2 separate regions of the Gossypium arboreum genome follow, and region 2 is linked to region 1. A link is a contact called in public Hi-C data. All regions are on one chromosome and are shown on one strand. Each heading gives the region's core, a stretch centred on a gene start, on an enhancer-like site or on the middle of the called end of the contact. The rest is flanking DNA. Distances are from core to core; before and after follow the strand shown.

Region 1 (4,635 bases), core at 1,091-3,590:
ATTCTCCATGCTAGCAGATTTCGAAAGAAAGCTAGTTGGGGTTGATTGATATGGGTTCAACTCAGCTTGGGTGGTGGGGTCTAATCCTCCTGGTGCTATTGAAGTTGCTGGGATGGTGTTCATATTACACTGCATTCTCCTTGGGCCCCTAGAAGTCATTAAAATACATTAATGTTGGTCTTTATGTTGTTTGGATTCTTCATTTTTCTTAATGCACACGTATTCAGATATGGGTCATACTGGCTTTAGGAACATAGACTTGTATGAAAAAGTGAACAGAAAAGGGATTTAATGCATGAGCTAATCAATAATGATGGATCAATTATTGGCTTGCTTATGAAATTACCAAAACCTTACGCAAAATAATGGCAAACTCTTACCTTGAACCTAACATATTCAATTCATATGAAATGTGAGCCATGGGGTAGTTGCTAGAAGGTGAAACTTGTCTCAAATTTGCTAGCCTAGAGGACCTACTTTTACCCATCTTTGCACCAGCTTGAGGAGACTGTCCATCAAAGACAGTGAACTTGGTCCCTAAAAAATTTGATCTTCCCAAAAGGAAAAGACATAAGAGTTGAGAATTGCAAGACAAGGCAAACGGAACAACCAAATCTATACAATTTTGTTGGTTATACATCTCACTGCTCACCTTAATCTCCCAGCATAAGTATTTGTCCCCTTCGAGAAATCCTCGGCCAGTAAAGAGATGATATAATCTGTGCAGGTCGGACGTCTACACTTGCGAGCAGCAAGAAGGAACTTCCCGCCATCGGATAGCGCTGCTGTAATGAAATGAAAAATCCCAAAGTGTTACAACTTGAGAAGGAAAATTTATGAAGATACCAGTCCGTTATCCGATCTAGTGATCGAATGGAATGAATTGCACTGGAAGACATTCATAACTAAGATGGAACAGGCAGAATAACCATAAAAACAATGTAAAAGAAGAAGAAAAACTCACAATTAGTTAAACCAAGGTAAAGGTAATATGTTTGGGTAGATCGGTTTCTCTTTATGAAGCACTGTAGGAGAGAATCCTTTGGACCAGGCTGCAAATTAGATTCGTAAGTTAATGAAATTCGAAATAAATCGATAAATAGAAACACAAACTAAAGCTACTTAGCTTCTATATACAACACATAACTTGACACGGTTTCGGGGGCATACACTTAACACTCGCACCTCAATCCGAGCAATATAATTCCATAGCTTTTAACCGAATGTAAAGAGTATAATAGTAGTTGAAGAAAGGAGCTTGCTTGCAGACATGGGGATAGTGGTGGCAGCTAGCTAATGATTAGTGTTAGCTCAACACTAGTTGAAAAAGCTAAAAGTGGTCCCAAAACTTGAACCACTCTTCAAGTGGAAGTCTATCTATTAAGCTATTGCATAAAGGAAACAATGATTAGAGAGAACCATGATGGTCCCAAAACACTTTACTGATAATGTGAACTTGCCTTGTCTAGTGGTCGAATACATGGTAGACACAAATGGTTCAAAACACATGCTAGATCCAAATCTCACCCCCCCCTCCCCCCCCAAAAAAAGAAAAAAAAACTCACCAAAACTTACATCTCTATAAGCAAATGGACAAGATCCTTAGTCAAGTTTCCTAATCTATGGAACTCAAAGGCATATCCATTGGGACCTTCGTATCTCCAAAAATCAGATCAACAGGCACACAATTTTCAATTCAAGATTCCCAAGAAGATAAAATCCTCAGAAAACATGGGAAGAGACCACCTTTCCAACCCTTGAATGAAAATAAAAATACCCAGAAAATAAGAAACTAGGAACCGAACCTGTTTAACAGAGATGGGGAAAGTCAATTTCCCAGAAAGTTGAGGAAGTTTAACAATCTGTTGAATAATAAACCTCCAACTCCTGCAAACACCAGCACAAGCCACCACATGTTTCCTTTGAGGCCAAATACTTTCGGATTCTTCAATCCTTAAAAGAACTTCCCATAATAATTCTTGAGGCAGGTTAGCCCAACAGCAACCACCCTCAGCCTCCACTTCATTGGGAGTTTGCAGTTGGTCTTGAACCACCCGGCGTGACCTTAACCTGGCAATGCACTTTATCGCCATCAATAAGCACTTAACTGGAGATTTTTTCTTTTAGTGGGAATTTGGTTTACTGTGTTTTTGCATGAAAATTGGTTGGTTTTTTGGAGGAATATATTGAGGAAAGAGATGGAGATTTGGATAGGGAAATGGAAATGGAAATTTCCAACTTTTTCAAGTGTTCAGCGTTTTGAGCAAAATTAAAGAAGACTTATTTGGTGTAAACTTTAGACGGTTTTTATGGGGAAAAGTTTGCACCTTTCCCACTTTCAACTTTTTCTAATATTAAAAACATGTCCCTTTTATCTTCTTTTTTGTTATTATTTTTTTAAGAAAAGTTGTTTATAATGCATAAATTTATTTTTGTTGAGTAAAGACTTAATTATAATAAATTGCATGATTTATTTACAAATATTAAATTAATTTTTTATTGGTTCATAAATCTTAATTTGTAATTAAAATTATTTATTGGTTCATAAAAAATTTGTATTAGTAGATGCATTGTTTTCTTATTAGAATTGGTATGTATAAATAGTATGGGTAGGTTTGGATGGTTGATTGGGTGTGGTATGGTATGGTGTATTTAGCTTACTTTTTGTCTCATGCTATAGTATCGTTATAGTATCTAATCTCACAGTCACTGCTATTTTTACATTAATCGCAGGTAAACATATTGTCTATCCAAACTCACCCTAATTAATTTGTTATATCATTTTGAATTTATCGATAATTTTTAAAATAATAGTAAAAAGTTAGAAATTTTACATTTTTAATATTGTTCATATACTAATCGGTGCATGTTTTGGTTGGGTGTAATAGGTTAGTGCAATTAAATCTATCTATCTATCTATACTATTATTTAATAATTGAATTGGTGATACGAGTTAATTGGCACCAACTCGTTAGAGAAATTATAGAAATGTCTATCCTTAATTATTTATAATTTGAGGGTATTTTAATCTTTTTATTTTAACAAAAATCAATAAAAATTGCATATATTGGGATTAGAACCTACACCAATTGAATTAGTCAAATATTAAATTTACCATTTAACCAAATTTTATTTTAATATGTACAATTTATTTTTTTCGTCAATTGTATATCTATATTTCTATTTAAACTTTTTAATGAGTTAGTATCATGAGTCAACTGGCACCAACTCGATTAGGAAAATTACAAAATGTTTTTCTATGATTAAATTAAGTTATATTATTCGTTGATAAAAATATATTATTCGAGGGTATTTTAGTCTTTTTATTTTTAACAAAAATCAATAAAATATGTATATGGTGGGATTTGAACCCATACCGAATTAATAAAATCTTAAATTTACTACTCAAATCAAAGTTTATTTTAATTTATTTTATACATTTTTATTTTTAACATGCAAAATTTATTTATAGAAAATAAAAATTATCCATAATGAGGTTTAAACCAAATGATTATACATATAAAACTTTGATTTTTACCATTTGAACTAAAACAATTTTTAATTTTTAACTTGATGTATTTTTGTCTTTAAATTTTATTTTACTCACAATTTAATCTAACTTTTTATTTTAATGTTATACATATTTCATGTGCTATTATTAATTAGTTTCAATTTACAAACCATACATTGAAGTTTTTTCAAGTTTTATTTATGCTCGTTTTAGTCCTTCCATTGCTAAAACTTTTGCCATTAGAGAGGCCTGTCAAGGTTAAAATCTTTGGCCTTCGATAGTTTTATAGTTAAGTCGGATTATCTACTTGTAATTTTGATTTTTTCACCCCAATCATTTGATTTTTCTAAACTAGATGTGTTGTTACGTGATTATTTACTGATAAAGAATCAGTTTCAACACCTGTCCTTCTGCTGGACTCGTCAGTGTGCCAACAAGGCGGCTCATTCCTTAGCTTAAGTGGTTTTGTTATATGCAAATCATATGGAATGGAATGGCTTTCCCATTATTTTTTTTAATGAGAATGTTTCATCTGTAACTAAAAATAGTGTGATTGGGGAGTGCAAATGATAGGTTCAAGTATATGGGGTGAGCCTGTTGCCTCGAGTTTTAGTTTGTTCGTATACTGAATCTATTTGTTAACTTAATGCTTTTTCTCATTTATGGGTTTCGTTTTTTTCTCAAAAAAAAAAAAAAAAACTTTCAAACCATACATTTCATTATTTATAGTATGTTGTTTTAAACAATTATAAGTGTTTTAAATTCGTGATTTCTAGACGTATACGCGTAATTTAAAACAAGTTTAAAACACATATTTAACACAAGTTTAAAACAAGTGATCCAATTCTCATCCCTGATATTGTATAAAATAAAATTAAAAAAACACATAAGCATCTAATAATAGGCTGTAATCTTTACAGGTATTTGTTATCTTCATATTCACTTTAAAAAATGTGCAATTTACTTACAATAACAATAAGAAGTTCCAATTATATATAAAAAAGCAATAAGAGGTTCCAACATTATATATAGGAAAAGACTTTTTTTTTTTTTTTTTAATGTTGGAACTTAGAACTTCATAGTAAGATAACAAAAGATTCACTTGTTCTCGCTCCCTAGAGATT
Region 2 (4,635 bases), core at 625-3,124, 210 kb before region 1:
ACAATTCTTTATATTCCATAACAATGGCAGTTTCCAAGGTAAAATCTTTACAAATACAATGTGGGATTCACTAGTTTTAGATGTTTTTTAAGGTTAGGGAAAGCTGCTTATACCTCAAGTCATGTTCTAATACAAAACTGGTTCATTCAATGAAGCAATCAGCTTTCAAAAGATGGATTGTTCACCTAATTCCTGACCAGCCATCCCTTCCCTCAGCACTCTCGCGAAGAACTCTTCCAACGTATTGGTTCCATAGCTCGGTGTTTTCTCGGCACTGTATTCTCCGGTTTCGGGATCCAAAATCAACATACTTTCGGCAGCGTAATATCTCCCGATTTTACCGAACTCGGCGGCATCTTCCATTGAAGGGAAGATCTTAACAAGGAAGTCGAGAATCCCAATGGCAAAGTCCATGATCCCAATAGGCACTTTCAAGAACTTTGGTTCCTTCCCTACAAGCTTAAACAACATCTCCCCTTGCTCCAGTGGTGTCAATGCCTTCCCCGGACCGCCTATCGGCAAAATCTGATTAATCTTATCCTCTTTCAAAACACAATCTGAAATGAAGGAAGCCAAATCTTGTTCACTAATTGGCTTACAAGCACATAATTTGCCATCACCAAACATCACATAAGGCTTTCCATCTTTCACTAAGTCAACTTGACCCCCTAAACTCTTAAAGAATGCAGTTGGCCTAACAATACTGTAAGTAAACCCGTCATCTCCTTCGGCTTCTTTCATCAATTCGGCCTCAAATTTCAGCTTAGCTCGCTGGAATTCGAGGAGGGGTTTTTGGACACAAATGGCAGATAGCAACACAAAATGTGAAGCCCCAAATTTCTTACCAGCGACAAGGCTGTTCTTTGTAGCTTCGTAATCAATTTTCCATGAATCCTTAACACCACCAGTACGGCTAGCAAGACAAGAGACAACAACATCAATGGGAAACCCTAAATTTTTCACAGAATTCTCCAAAATGTCGAAATTGGTGACATCAGAGAAACATACATTAGCTCCATTTAAATCACTCAAAGTATCTTCCTTGCTGTTTTTGCCTCTAATCCCACTTCTTTCCCTAGCAATGGCTATAACATTAAACCCTCTATTGACCAACTCTTTCACCACAAATTTCCCAATATAACCAGTAGAACCCACCACCAAAACATTGATGTCTTTTGGGTTCTTGTTTCTAAATGAAGCTGATACAGCTGTTTCAACAGGCTTTGTTGCTAAAGCTTTAACAAGTTTAAACCTTTCTACATTAAAGGGTATTGATTTTGAAGTAAAACTAGCTGGTTTTACCTGGATTTGATTGATGAACTGAGAACTGAAACGTGTTTTGTGAGTTTGGGACTTTGGTGAGTGAACAGTGAAGGCATTGAAAGATAAACAAAGTGACATTTTCTTTTACCTAAGAAGAGAAATCTGGGGAAACTGGTCTTTGTCACTCAAAATTAAAGAGAGAAAGGGAAAGAAAATGTGGGAACATTTGAGGTGAATGATGAACAAGATTGGAGGTTTCCATGGCCAGTAAAGTTCCTCCAGCTAAAAGAAAAATCTAATGAAGATTGGTGGTGGATAACATTGATGATAGCCCCAGCTGATAAAAGAATTATATAGAATTGCTCGTTTTCTCCATAGATAGTGATAAATATTAATTTCATCCCCTTAACTTTTCAAACTTTCTTTCTTAGTCCCTGGGCCCAATGGGCTGTCTGTGGCCAAGAAATGAAAAGGCCTTTTTATATATGTATATGTAGTGTTATAAATATTAGGCCCAAAAAGACCATTTGAGCCCAGGGACAAATCTTGTAGTTGAAAGCTGAAACGACGCTGTTTCATTCATATTGTTATTACAGGAGTCAATAATAGGTATAACTATCTGATTCTTAACTTCAATATTCACTTGAAGAAGAAAACAAATTCCCATACCAAAAATAAAATTATTTTATCAATCATTAATTTTTATTTTTCAGTTTTAGCCGATAACAAAGAAACCATGAATGAATCTGATTATACATACAGTTCAATCCCAAACGATGTAGCTCTCAAAATTGCTTCTTCCCTTGCGGTAATTTGCTTCCTCTTCATTTCCATCCTTTCTTTTCTTCTTTCTGGGTATCGGTGGAATCTAAACATGGTTTCCGGGTCGTCTGGTTTTTAGGTGACTGATCTTTCCTGCTTGAGTTGTTGTTCTCGGGTGTGGAGGGATTTATGGGGCTCCGATTGTTTATGGGAACCCTTATTTAAACAAAGATGGCCTCTTTTATATGAAGATGTCTTGAAAGACCCCGACTTCAAGGTGTTTTTTTTTTTTTTAAGTTTTATTTATGGTAATTTAGCTTTGGAATTGTTGGTTTTGGCTTAATTGCAATGGGTGTTTCGAGTTCTTTTGCGGTTTATCATTCAAGTTGAAACTATTAGTGTTGAAGTAAATACATGTAATTAAATATGTTAGGCAAATTCAATTGTTTGTATTGATATGAAAATTGTTGAGAAAAAAAAATTAAAAATGATGCTAGGGTTGGAGGGGATTTTACATAAAGCAGCACAAGGAGATGAAGGATCAAGCTGATTCGGTTATTAAATTTGTAGAAAATTGTTTGCAATCCGAATCAATCCAGGTCAACGACTATCTGAAAGCGATTGAATGCCTGAAATTGATGGGGTTCGGGTTTAAAGATGTTCAAATGTTGCTGCTCAAACCAAAGCTGAATGTTTTGCTTAACCTGGTTGGACTTCATTACTGCCTTAACATCCTTAAAGTGCCGGTAACTTTTCATGCTTTATGTATTTTTCATGCATTTTTTTCTTGTATGCTTGTTTTGTTTACATCGTGGAATTAGTGTTCTTAGATGGTCACAAGCGCGGCTGAAAGCTAAACCAGCGTGGCTGCTTTTAGATAATGGTTTCTCTATAGATTTTGAATCTGTATTTCTAGATATGTTAATGCTACACATGTTAGAACTAAAAAAATTATGAATGATACCGAGCAGGCTTCGGATGTCATGGAAGCGCTCAAGAGTAGCAACATTAAAAACCGCCAAATTTGTATCAAATGGTGGAAGCTCGGCAGATGGTTCTATGGATTCCGTATGCGGGATGAATTCCATTTTCGATGTCTCTCTCTAGAAGATCTTGCATCGTCAAAAGACGATTTAGACGGGCTGGGGGTGCTTCAACGAGGAGCCATTCATGAGGTTTTACAAGTTCAGATATCCATTGTTAGTTCCAGAAGCAATCCCTGGGCCTAATCAAAGCTCGCAAGCACCAGTTTAAACAATGGGGAGAATAAGGTAAAAGAATCATAGAGGTCTTTGTACTAAGAGTCAGATTATAGTTTGTCCCTTTCAGATTATAGTTTGTCCCTTTTACTCAAAAAATGGATAAATTAATCATTGTATGTTAGATTAAAAAGTAAATTGATGATTCTGTTAAAAATTCAATCGATTTTATCGTTAAAAATTGGTCTTTGTACGACTGTATAAGGTACAAGTGGCATGTCACCCTTTGATTATTTTTTAGTGATACCAATTTTTAACGGTAGAAATGAATGAAAATTTTAATAAAAATGACCAATTTGCTATTTGATATAGTGTACAAGGACTAATTTATTTATTTTTTGTGTAGAGGGGTCAAAATGTAATCTGACACTTGGTATAGGAACTTCATGGTATTTTTACAGGGAAAACTATGAATAAATGATCTGCAGATGTACAATGTTTATGTAAGTTAATATTTATATAGATCTATTGCAGACTAATATATAACTTTCTTTTATCAATTTTATTTGCAATTATTTGATCTTTTACTAGCCTCCACACTCTTGGAATTCAATATTATAAGCTTAGGTTACTCGGACTCGTGTTTGATTGATAGAGACAAGAACATGAAACAACAATTTATCAGATTTCAAACCACAATTCAGATTGTTAAAAAAGAACACCTAAAATCTGAAGAAAATACAAAAAAATTCAACCCAACAGCATGTTTTTATGAAATACAATAGGCAAAAAGAGCTTCAAGTTCATACAAATGCTGCCTCCAAGACCTTACCTGCAATGGGGCACAGTAAAAAGAGACAATGGAGCTCGAACCGAAGCTTTTCAACGGTAACGGTACACAGTATAACCGGTAGGTCGCGGTTGCTGCAGGCAGACTGCCATGAGAGCTACGGCTATGACTAAAACAATGAGAAGACCAGTGAAATCTAAGCCACCACCATCATCAGATTCCATGCAACAAAATTTCCCCATTGGAAGTGAACTTCGCTGGTTAAAGCTCAAATCTTGTCTGTTTGTGAGTTTAACATTATGATTGAGATGAAACATATAAAAGATATAGAAGAATCTTGGGATCTGCAAAGTCAACTTTACATGGAATAGTTTATTATTGAAGTCGGTTTCTTGGAACGTAGCCCCAACTCATCTTTAATATTTTAAATTTGTCTCCTTAATTTATTCGTTGCTCTTTGGGGGTCTAAACACTATTTTGCTTCACAAGATTGTCATTAATGGTTTACAAAATCTAAAAACACACTAATTTGTTGTTCTACTCTTTCATAGGACTTGAAAAATATAATTCCAACACCAACATAACTCAAGTATGTCCTGGCGATGTGGATTACGCGAGTGG

The links. A called contact is a pair of places that touch in the nucleus more often than the background predicts.
Region 2: a Hi-C map of leaf shows a contact between it and region 1, with 4 times the contacts expected there. The contact joins the promoter of LOC108470178 here to the promoter of LOC108455899 in region 1. A contact is called at or near these places in 2 of 5 Hi-C or Micro-C datasets (both in leaf).

The regions. Positions count from the first base shown.
Region 1 is chr10:101,855,933-101,860,567 of ASM2569848v2, reverse strand. LOC108455899 (tubby-like F-box protein 3) reads right to left here and starts at 2,340. Exons shown (of 5, transcript XM_017754484.2): 1 at 1,806-2,340; 2 at 965-1,052; 3 at 653-782; 4 at 381-551; 5 at 1-148. The coding sequence starts at 2,093. LOC108455915 (vesicle-associated protein 1-2-like) reads right to left here. Exons shown (of 9, transcript XM_017754503.2): 9 at 4,425-4,635. The coding sequence ends at 4,627.
Region 2 is chr10:102,064,395-102,069,029 of ASM2569848v2, reverse strand. It overlaps LOC108470178, which reads left to right and starts at 1,874. Exons shown (of 4, transcript XM_017771443.2): 1 at 1,874-2,071; 2 at 2,165-2,302; 3 at 2,523-2,771; 4 at 2,997-3,770. The coding sequence starts at 2,000. The coding sequence ends at 3,254. It overlaps LOC108466514 (divinyl chlorophyllide a 8-vinyl-reductase, chloroplastic), which reads right to left and starts at 1,609. Exons shown (of 1, transcript XM_017766883.2): 1 at 1-1,609. The coding sequence starts at 1,401. The coding sequence ends at 166.